Regions from separate parts of the Mus musculus genome. Here region 1 is linked to region 2. A link is a contact called in public promoter capture Hi-C data. All regions are on one chromosome and are shown on one strand. Each heading gives the region's core, a stretch centred on a gene start, on an enhancer-like site or on the middle of the called end of the contact. The rest is flanking DNA. Distances are from core to core; before and after follow the strand shown. Region 1 overlaps Adam12 (a disintegrin and metallopeptidase domain 12 (meltrin alpha)). Region 2 overlaps Fank1 (fibronectin type 3 and ankyrin repeat domains 1).

Region 1 (5,727 bases), core at 309-2,808, 390 kb after region 2:
AGCAGAACTTAGAGAGCATGGATTCACTACAGGCATTTCAAGTTCACTTTATATAGACCTCTTGACTTCCTAAGGCCAGCCCTCAAATACTTATTAACTCATGATGTAGTTGGGACTTTTGATACCATTTAGAATACTTCTTTTCCTTCATGAAAAAAAAATACACTTTGAGTTTCAACCTAAGTAATGGTTTTAGAGATGCATCACCTACATTCCTGTGAGGAGATAGCTTTTTTTAAAAAATTTTTTATTAGGTATTTTCCTCGTTTACATTTTCAATGCTATCCCAAAGGTCCCCCATACCTACCCCCCCCAATCCCCTACCCACTCACTCCCCCTTTGCTCCACTATGTTCATAGCAGCCTTATTTATAATAGCCAGAAGCTGGAAAGAACCCGGATGCCCTCAACAGAGGAATGGATACAGAAAATGTGGTACATTTACACAATGGAATACTACTCAGCTATTAAAAAATGAATTTATGAAATCCCTAGGCAAATGGATGGACCTGGAGGGTATCATCCTGAGTGAGGTAACCCAATCACAAAGGAACTCACACAATATGTACTCACTGATAAGTGGATATTAGCCCAGAAACTTAGGATACCCAAGATATAAGATACAACTTACCAAATGCATGAAATTCAAGAAGAACGAAGACCAAAGTGTGGAAACTTCACCCTTTCTTAGAAATGGGAACAAAACACCCATGGAAGGAGTTACAGAGACAAAATTTGGAGCTGTGACGAAAGGATGGACCATCTAGTGATTGCCATATGCAGAGATCCATCCCATAATCAGCTCCCAAACGCCGACACCATTGCATACACTAGCAAGATTTTGCTGTGAGGAGATAGATTTTGAATTAGGAAAGGCAGTGGGAGAGTCGCGTCGCTCCCTCCCTTCCCACCCGTAGAGACGCCTACGGTTTGCTTGGGATGAACTGGGAACAGGCGGGAAACAAATGCAGCTTGGGAGGAGGGCTTGAAGCAGTGAGGGTGACTGCACCAGAGTGACAGACCTAGGACCTGGTGACCAATTATAAAGATGAGACAGTCTGGATGTGTGTGCAAAATGATTTTGGTTTTCTAGCTGCTGCTTCTGACTGTTAACTTAGAAAAAAATCCTAATTTAGATAGTGAAATAGAACAACTCAAACTATTACAACATCAAATTCCAGTTCCGAGTTCAGAGAACTCCTAATGTATTCAATTTGGCAAGTATCTGTGAGGCATATGGCTTGACCTAGGAGCATTTTTTAAAATAGAGTTGACTGGCTTGTACTCAGTTTTAAAACTAAACAGCATGCTTTGGTGTTTCCAAATAATTGCTTAGCTTTAAATTAAGGTTTTCTAAATGCAAATAAAGTTGCTTAATTTAGAAGCTTTTGAACTTTCAAGCTTTTGAAGACTCTTCCCCTTACCATAATGCCTGCTCTTACTCTGATCTCTCTAAAAAGACAGTGCCAGCCTCATCCAAGGATGGCTGCAGGTGTCTAGTCAGAACATGAAGACCAAAGAACTGGGAATCAATGCCTTGGTTTCAACTACACATTAATAATTTACCAGTTGCTCTAAATGCATGGGCACTGATATGCCAGCCTGGCTCTCTGCCTTGGGACAGGGTAGCTGTCAATGCCTCAAGCTCACTCACTCTTTTCTTCTCTTAGCCTCTGACCACACCATATACTTCTATGGGGAAAAAATTATAGAAACAATGAGTGCTTATTGGTTATTATTAGGGTAAACCTCTGGAACCGTGTAAGGAGGTGAACTCTCCCATGGCTGCCCTTCACTAGCACTGGGAACGCAGCCAGAAGGATTGTTTGTGGCTAGCGTGCCTTATTTCCTTTGCTGGGTCTGGCTTAACTGGTGTGCCCAGATATCTTGCCTCAAAAAATACGGTGAATTACTTCTGAGGAATGGTACCCAAAGTTGCCCTCTAGCCTCCATGTGTACGTGCACAGCCTCACTGCACCGCCCCCAATAGGTGCACTTAAACTAGCACACATGTGAACATATAAACACACCTGCGCATGCAAATAGAAATAACATCAAATCAAGGTTTAAAAAGTTAGCACTGGAACTGAGAGATGGTTCAGCAGGTAAAGGAACTTGCCAGAACCTACATAAAGATGGTAAGAGAGAACTGACTGCATAGACTCCCTGACCTTTATATGAACACCATGACATACATGCCCCCACACATCCACTGTGTTTGTCCTCTCCCTCTCTCCCTCTCTCCTTCTCTCCCTCTCTCCCTCTCCCTTTCTTCTCCTCCCTCACACAACAACAACGACGACAACAACAATAATAATTTTTAACAGTTTTAAAGTTAGCATTGCAGAGGGAAGGAGAGGCCTCTCCTGAGCATCTGTCTCCCGAGTGTCTCTCCCCCAAGTCCCATCCATTTCTGCCCGTGGGAAGCAGTGCATTTATCAGAGGAGACTGGAAGTAAACACACTCTGAGCAGATGGACATCCCAACCACAGCTGAGATGTCACCAAAAGCTTCCATTGAGAGAGTTCTGACGTCAAGGGACTGAGGAGGAGGAGAAGGGCTGCTTAGATAGACAGGTGCCTAGTGAGGGGCTCCCTCCTACAGTGCCCCTTATGTCTCCTCTCTGCCTACAAGAAGGGAAATGAAGGAGATGTATATCTATCTGGAGAAGCTGAGACCAATCAGCAATAGCATGTGCTCTGTCTACCTTCAAGCTCTGTTCTAATAGAATGTTCCTTGTTCTACAAGACGGCTGGATTGATTTCTTCTGCCTCTGTCTCACAGACATTTCCAAGCTCACTAATCCCTCATCTCTGGGGGTGGGGGTGGGGCATGTGATGACAGTCACTCCGTTTGAGAGTGAACAGTGAAGTTGGATCCAGGTCAAGTCACCAGATTTAGAAAATTAAAACATAAGAACTCAGCTAAACCCAAACTTTGGGAAAACAATGACTAAATTTTTAGTATCAGTTCAGCCTGTGCAACTACTTATACTTCATTTGTGTGTATGTGTATCCATGTACATTTTGTGTTTCCACAATGTCCTCTATTTTGCCTGACAACCCCAGATCCAGGCTTACTTGAATCGTTTGCAGGCCTACAGGGTAGAAAACTTCATTCACGAAAATGTTCTAATTTTAAAATGTAAAGTTAACATGAGAATGGCCCAATTCACAACACAGATAGACATCCTTTCTATGACACAAAATTCAAGACTGAATACCATGGTGACGTATTTAAAGGGGGCAGAGGTGAAGAACAGACCTCTAGTCAATCAGAGGATTTTATACCCAACTGTTGGAAGACACAGTCTATACACACCCAAGTGTTTCATTCAGGGCTCACACGACTCCATCTGTCACCAGAACACATGTTTGGCACAGACAGAAAGCCAAGAGCAGTCTAACAAATATTTCAAAACTGAATTTATATCTATCTAACACATGGTTTATATACGGATGTCATACCTAGCAAGCTTTGCAGTTCTCAAATAATATCCTGGCTAAGGCACAAATGATGTCTGCAGCCGACCGCAATACCGAAATCATTTGCTTTTAAAATACGTTTAAAAAAAGTGTAGTTTATGAGGGGGCTCCTGCCAGAGTCGCCTGTTTCAGTATGCAATTGTTATAAAGTTCGGGACAAGAATCCAAATGTATCCGCCATAAGCCAAATATTTGCATAACTCCTTATTCAAAGGGGAAGCGCTCCTGGAAAAACACAAGTTCAGATCGCCATTATCCAGGGTGGCACTCACATGTTAGCAAACTTCAGAAGGGCCTTCTACCCAATGCAATTCAAGTGTCTCCATCATCTAGGAAAACTATATGTCAAATCGATAGGCTGCACCAGGTGGGTTTCTTTGTGCATGTGCGTACTCTGGGAGGCTGCCTGCTCTGAGGTGTTCTCCTGTAGGGCATTTCTAGATGAAAGTTCAAAATATCCAAATGCAGTTATTTCTTCTTCAGCATCAAAAAGCCACATATTTGCAGACTGTTTCTTTCTCGTTTTTCCTCCCTACTATGGGATAGCGTGTAGACACAGGCCCAGTTTATTAGACAGCAGGCGATATTTGCCACTGGCTGGCCAACGATGTTCTTGTAAATATTTCAATCCCCTCCCTGTTCCCAAGAAGAAAATGGAAAAACTGAAACAGCTACAAGCAGGCAGGGTCTGTGCACTGGCACAGACTCTAATTCCTCTTTTACAGCGCGTCCTCGAGATTGCTGTTCATGAGAGCTGTGGGGTGGGGAGCAGAGAAATTGTCACATTGATTTTCTGTGGAAATCATGCAATTTATATTCTTCAACTTGACTATATCAGCACAAATCAGAGCCACATGGAGGTAACACTCATCTTGAATCCCACACATTTCCGAGGGTCAGCCAGGCCTAGGAGGCCCTCCTTAAAGTAAGAAGAGGACAATTTAGCCCAAAGGAAAACAAGAGCCACCTGAGGCTACTCACAGGGAGACCCAGTTTATCTGACATTGTCACCAATGATTGGAAAAGTTCCAGCCAGAGTGTCCATCTCAACTCATGTCCTCAGGACTTTCTCTGGGCTTCTGGGTATGTTGCCCCTGTTGTAAAAGCAATCTCATGTTGATGTACCCACATATGCCATCTCACACAGGTGGGCAAAGATACTGCAGTCCACCCAGTAGGATCTGTTCACCTACTCTACATAGAGTAGAGCAATGAGCTTCAGGAAACTGGCCCTTCCCAGAGCTCACATCGCTGGCAGGCAGCTCAAACCTAGGCCTTCTGGGCTAGGGAGATGGCTCCATCATTAAAGTGTTTGCCCCATAAACATAAGGACATGAGTTCAATCCCCAGAACTCACATGAAAAAACAAACAAACAAACAAACAACTGGATATAGGGGCATTTACTAGTAATTCTGGTGCTGGGGATGTAGAGATGGGCAGATCTCTTAGACTTCCCTGGTCCTCAGCCTACTAGACAAGTTCCAAGCCATGGAGAGACCCTGTCTTAGATAGAAGGTGGATGGCTCCTGAGACATGATTCCTGAGGCTGATCTCTGGCTTCTATGTATGCTATGGGCATGCATGCACATGCAAACACATGTACACACACATATAATACACACACACACACACATATGCGCGTGCACACACACACACTCATGCACACATACCCACACAAACATACATGTTAGAGGAAGAATCTAAGCCTTTCATCTTCCTTGCTCCCTTTCCTTCTGAACAGAGTTGTTGTCATCAATCCCACTCTTTGTGCTTCCTCTCTCACCTGCAAAGGCACCTCTGCTCGTGCAGGTGGCAGGACTCCCATTTGTCTGCATATTTCCTACCTTTTCCCGTTTCACATCAGCTGCTGGGGTAGATAAGCGGACTTGGACCGCAGGCTGTAGTCAGGACTTCACATGAGCCAGGGTCTGGTAGAGAGCACCAAAGAACAACTACCAGGGGCCTGACGCCTTCCTGCTCAGCCCCAAGGTGGCCTGGGAACCTGGGCCACTGACCTTTTGCTCTGTCTCCTGACTCACAGTGTTGGCTTTCCTCCTATTCTACCTTACTAGAGAGTCTGGTCATGACTGGCTCCTGCAAGCTTCGTCTTCTCCCAGCCACAATGGAGTTAATCAATAGGGCACACTTTCACAGGCAGGCCAGTTCTCAGTCTCAGTAGATGTCACCAAACATTCTCACAGCACGTCACACATCCCTATCTGAGGCTCACACAAGAGCCTTG
Region 2 (5,631 bases), core at 461-2,960:
GAGCTCGAGGCCAGTCTGGTCTACAGAGTGAGTTCCAGGACAGCCAGGGATATACAGAGAAACCCTGTCTCGAAAACACCAAAAAAAAAAAAAAAAAAAAAAAAAAAAAAAAAAGTAATGACTCCCGTGTCTTGGGAATACAAGACAGTGACTCACTGGCAATGAGCCCAGTTACAATTTGTCTGTTTGATTCTTGGGAAGGGAAAGAACAAGCAGACAGACAGGTGCTGAGGAAGGGTTGTTGCTTCCCGCCCCATGATCCCAGAGCTGTGTCAATGACTTGCTACTCTTTGATGATTACAAACGTCTGATTCAAAGGTTTCTCTTCTCTGACACCTAAACTCCATCCTCCAGTGGCCTGCCAAGAGCTGGGACTGTCCCAAGGCTTGGTGCCCTGTGAGCTCTCCTTACAGCCCTGTCAGTATGAGTCAGGCTGGCTTGCCACAGCTCTTTCCTGCTAAATGTGTCTCTTGTGATGACACTCTGCCCCACTTCAGCTGGCATCTGTTTACTTTGAGTTAATTTTAGATAGAGCAGATTAATCATTACATCGCAATGATGCCAGCAGCACAGTTGGCAAGTCACAGAGGGGCACAGGAATCAGGAATCCTGACTGAGTGTCAGCCCCTGCCTCTCTCCAGTTGGGATAGGTGGGTAAGAGGAGAGACAGACCTTCCCTTTGGGATCCCTGTGGATGAACAGAGCTGTGCCTGGTGCCTGCCGCCGGGCCTGGCCTATGATGACTGTGCATGCCATGCCAGAAGAGTTAGCAGAACAAGATCCAGAAGAGAATAAATAGAATCAGATTTGAGTCAGGAAGCCCAGGCCCGGAAGTCTGACAGCGCAGAGCTTGTGGGTGTTATTGGGGCAGACCTGTCCTCTTTCACAGGGCAGCAGCTAGCTGGAATCTCTGCATCACTTTAGCCTTAGAATGGTTGCTTCTCCCCAATACCTCCTGCCCTCCTGGAATTAATCAGAGCAAACTCCACTTTGGGGAGTGTGGTGGTTTCCAGTGTCATACAGGGCGACCACATTTATCTTATAGATTTGTGTTCCTTTTCCCCTTCATTGCCCACATTCGTTTCTGCTTCTTTTCTGTTCTTTTTGGTCTCATTTGTTATCTCTGTGCCTGACCCCCACCAGGTCAGAAGCTCGGCTTGCTAGACAGGGAGGTGAGGCACAGGCACTTACCTCATCACTTGACTTAGAAGGACAGGGCAGAGAGCTGGATAGAGACTACCACGTGATGCGCGGAAGAGACATGCTTTCTTCCCTTGCTTTCTCTCTTTTCTCTCAGGACCTGGTTCATGCTGGGCAACGGATTGTGCCACTGAGCTATGTGCCAGCCCCCAAAGTGTTCCTTCTCAACTATATCAGTACTGAAGATTAAAAACTCAATTCTTCCTAGCAAGGAAAATAAATATGAATTTTCAACTGGGCTTTGTAGACCCTTGAAGGATTTGGTTTCTGCCATGCTCTCTGCCCGCCCAGCCTTGGGAAGCAGTTTTTCCTCCTGCTATGGCCCTAGTGGAGAGGCAGCAAGCTTAGAGGCTCCTAGCTGAAGAGTGTCCTTTCCTTCCCTGAAGTGAGGTCTGTGTGTTCAGGGCTGGATTCCAAAGGTGGGGCTGCTGGCAGCAAGCTGTGTGATTAACCGAGGAGACAACAGTAAAGACCAGGAAAGGCTGGGTAGACAGGTAGGTCTGGTTCCTCCACATTTGAGGTCAGCAGGGTGTGTGCCAACCTGGCTTGGCCCTAACTCCAGTGTCTAGCTATCAGTCCTGCTGTCTGACCAGCTTCCCAAGGCTGGCCAGTCTGCTGCCCACAGATCTCTTGGAGAAACAAGGACTCAGCTCATGGGTGGGTGTGATTTAGCCTTTAAAAGATGGTTTTCAAACATTGGTAAGATGGTGGCTGACATACAGATGTAAAATAATTACCCTTAGCCAGGTGTGGTGGCACGGGCCTTTAATCCCAGCACTCGGGAGGCAGAGGCAGGCAGATTTCTGAGTTCAAGGCCAGCCTGGTCTACAAAGTGAGTTCCAGGACAGCCAGAGCTATACAGAGAAACCCTGTCTCGAAAAACCAAAAAAAAAAAAAAAAAAAACAAAAAAAGAAAACCCAAAAAAAAAAAAAAAAAACAAAATCCAGAGGGCAGGCACATCTGTGAATCACAATGTGAAATAATGTAGAATAATGAGAATAATGTAAGCGAGGAGGGCCCTGAGTGGAGCTGGCTGATATCTGTGCTTAGAATCACACCCATGTGTTGCTATTGGTCCTAAACCTTAAATGTGGAGCACTTGAGAAGTGTGACTGGGAGGTAGACAAGTGTGAGCTGAAAGAATCAGAGTGGTCCACAGTGAACGGCTGCGTAGGCCTACTCCGCGGTTTGTGATCCATGGGCCTTTCTAGATCATTCTGTATGTTAGCTTGACAATTTGTGGTGATTACTATAAACTTGATTTGTTTGTTTAATCACATCTGCTTCACTGCCCTAGTTCGTTCTTCCAGGAGATAGCAAGAAATGAACAGGAATTCCCAAATAGGACTTCCGAGTGTGTGAAATGGCCCTGACAGTGTTCTGCCACACAAGGGAAGGAAGAAGTCATTGTACAGAGAGAACATTTGTTATAGCTTAGGGACATAGCCTTCTCTGAGGGCCTGGGCCAACCTCTTTTGATTATGTATATTGGTGTAAACATATGTTGTAAAAGCACGTGTGTCGTTGCTGATCATCCCAAAGCAGAAGTCACTTAGCTGCCCATTTACAAATCATAGACAAAAATGTGGTATGTACATTGGAGCATCATGCATTCTTGAAAAGGAAGACAATTCTGATACATACTATAAAATAGATTTAACTTTTGTATACACATGTATACACACACACACACACACACACACACACACACACACACACACGCACACACACATATATTTGAGACAGAGTCTCATTAGATAGCCTTGGTTGACCTAGAACTTGCTATGTAGACCACACAGGCTTCAAACTCAGAAATCTGCCTGTCCCTGCCTTCTAAGTGCTGGGATGGATGAACCTTTAAAGATTACAAAGTGAATAAGCTGATGAAAGTACAAACACTCTGTGATTTTGGGGGCTGAGACGGGTCACCTCCAAATGTGGCCTCCAGTATATGATGAAGTATCTTGAAGAAATTTCAGAAAGAAAGGACAAATCTTACCTTCCTACCACCTTTCCCCTGTAAGAGGTTCCCTGCTACAAGGACACAGAGCAGGTCCTGCTGTCCCTAGCTTATTACGCCCTGTGTGCCACATTCAGTGAACACCACCCTGTGTTCATTACACTATGTGTATCCCTTTGTCTTATAACGCTTTTTATAGCTTTCCACTATTCATAAAGCCTGGTATGAAAGCATTCTGCTTACCCCAGAATTTAGACAGTTGAGTCAAGGAAATTAGGATTCAAGTCCAGCTTTATTTATATAGCAAGTTCAAGGCCATCCTGAGTCATATGAGACCCTTTCTCAACAAGAGAACTTTAGCTCTTTTGATGCACATTATGAGGCTGATGCGTAAAACTTGTATCACATACATTGCATGGTCCCCTTGTTTGTCTTCAGCTTGTCACAGGAGTCTGGCTTTTGGAAGAGTGGAGGAAGACGATGTTTTTCTTACCGTGGATATGGTTCTAGGTGGTATAAGAGGTGCCGGTGCTGGTGTGGGCAGCTTTAGCCCAGAACAGCCACTGGTTTGTGGAAGATAATCCACTCCCCCTCAGGGACCAGTTGCTGCACCAAATCCTTTGACTGTACAACAGAGAGGGATCTCAGAGTAAGGGAAGGTTAGTTTATTACGGAGACACCAGAGTTAGGACACTCGGGGGCTGGAGAGATGGCTCAGCGGGTAAGAGCACTGACTGCTCTTCCAGAGGTCTTGAGTTCAAATCCCAGCAACCACATGGTGGCTCACAATCATCTGTAATGAGGTCAGATGCCCTCTTCTGGAGTGTCTGAAGACAACTACAGTGTATTTACATATAATACATAAATCTTAAAAAAAAAAAAGGACACATTTTAAATAGAAGTGGAGGCATTTAGAGAGGGCCATTAGGAGCCAAAGAAGGTGTTTTACAATGAGGTTTAAAGATTAAATAGTTTATTTATTTTAATTTTTCACAGCATATTTGTCTACAATTAAGATTAAGCAGAGTTTAAAAATTAAAGTTACAAAGTTTCATTAAATATGAACTGGTTTGCTTGGTTTTGTTTGTGGGTTTCTTGTTTTGTTTTGTTTTGTTTTGTTTTGTTTTGTTTTGAGAAAGGGTCCTGGGTGGCCTAGAACTCACTCTGTAGACCAGGCTGGCCTCAATCTCCTAGAGAATTAAACATGTGGCCACAGTGCCCTGTAGTTTACTTGTCCTTAAAGAATTTCCTCTACAAATGAAACTGGGGATGTGGAAAGAACAGCTCAGTGGATCCAGGTTTGATTTTCAACACTCAACTTGGGTGGCTCAAAGGCTCAAAATCGTCTGGAACCCCAGTGCCAGGGCATCTGAGACCCCCTTCTCTTTCCATGGGTACTGGGAATGTGTGTGGTGCAGATATTCTCGCAGACTAAACACTCACGTTTATAAAAATAAACTAAGGCCCTTTTCTCAGGGGCATTGTTTGGATTCATGGATGAGAAGAGGTGAATGGGGTTAAAGGTCAAGGTCAGATGCAGCAGGAGTCTGCTTTAATGTCCTCATTCAAGAAGTGTCTCGGAAGATAAGGGCTGTATCTGTAGGCAGTTTGATTTCATCAGTGGTATTAAAGTTTCTAGATTTTGGCCAGATACCCAAGGGATTTCTTTTCCTTCTGTGTGGGGTCAGTCTTTGGCATCTACTATCTTGTCTCATTTAGTCACACTAAGGTAGTTAGTAGGTCCTGGAATCCAGGAGATGCAGGTGAGCTCAGATAAAAGCAACAGAGGATCTCTTGGTTGTAGAAAATTGCAAACCAGGAAATGCAGGGTCAGGCCGAGTAAACCAGAGTTGCCCAGAGGCAGGGTAGGCTGGAGCTCAGAGATCTTGTGAGAGCGCGCAGCTTGCTGCTTCTTGAGGGGAGATGAGCAGGAAGGCTACAAGTGTGGAGGTAGAAATCAGATCAAAGGTAAGTGCTAAGTCTATCGGTGTGTCCGGGTCAGGAGGAAAAACTGGTCTGTCTGATATTTTAAAAATATTACGCCGAGCATGGTGGTGCAGCACTCGGGAAGCAGAGGCAGGCGGATTTCTGAGTTCGAGGCCAGCCTGGTCTACAAAGTGAGTTCCAGGACAGACAAGGCTATACAGAGAAGCCCTGTCTCAAACAAACAAACAAACAAACAAACAAACAATTACCCAGTGTTGCTAGATTCTGAAAAATGTCTTTCTGGTAACAGTGTCCTTCGTGGTATCTGTGTGGCAATTTTCCTCTTGTCTTAAATCTCTCAGGCCCAGAAAAAGATTCTTGGCCTCCTTTTTGGACGTCCTTCTTGACTTGACAAGGAGAGAGGGAACAAAGAAGCCAGAGGAGGACAACCAGTGTCTCTCGTGTGTCACCCTATTTCCTGAGTGATGGCCTTGCAGTGAGTCTGGAGCTAAGCTAGCATCCTGGAAGTCCCAGCCATCTGTCC

Evidence for each region. Promoter capture Hi-C pulls out the DNA fragments that hold promoters and counts their contacts.
Region 1: a contact with region 2 is called in a promoter capture Hi-C map of liver, with 3 times the contacts expected there. The contact joins two enhancer-like sites. A contact is called at or near these places in 1 of 39 promoter capture datasets (liver) and 1 of 9 other capture datasets (adipose tissue).

The regions. Positions count from the first base shown.
Region 1 is chr7:134,186,958-134,192,684 of GRCm38.p6, forward strand. The region is part of intron 1 of Adam12 (a disintegrin and metallopeptidase domain 12 (meltrin alpha)); the gene reads right to left. 5830403F22Rik (a long non-coding RNA gene) reads right to left here. Exons shown (of 2, transcript XR_870010.1): 1 at 631-5,727. Among named protein-coding and RNA genes, the nearest start is that of 5830403F22Rik, 5.1 kb to the right of the region's middle. Within about 2 kb of position 1,559, at least 17 of the 459 cell types and tissues checked have an H3K27ac peak or open chromatin away from gene starts, as enhancers often do. A contact at or near this core is called in adipose tissue and liver, where this site is marked.
Region 2 is chr7:133,793,266-133,798,896 of GRCm38.p6, forward strand. The region is part of intron 1 of Fank1 (fibronectin type 3 and ankyrin repeat domains 1); the gene reads left to right. Among named protein-coding and RNA genes, the nearest start is that of Fank1, 19 kb to the left of the region's middle. Within about 2 kb of position 1,711, at least 131 of the 459 cell types and tissues checked have an H3K27ac peak or open chromatin away from gene starts, as enhancers often do. A contact at or near this core is called in adipose tissue and liver, where this site is marked.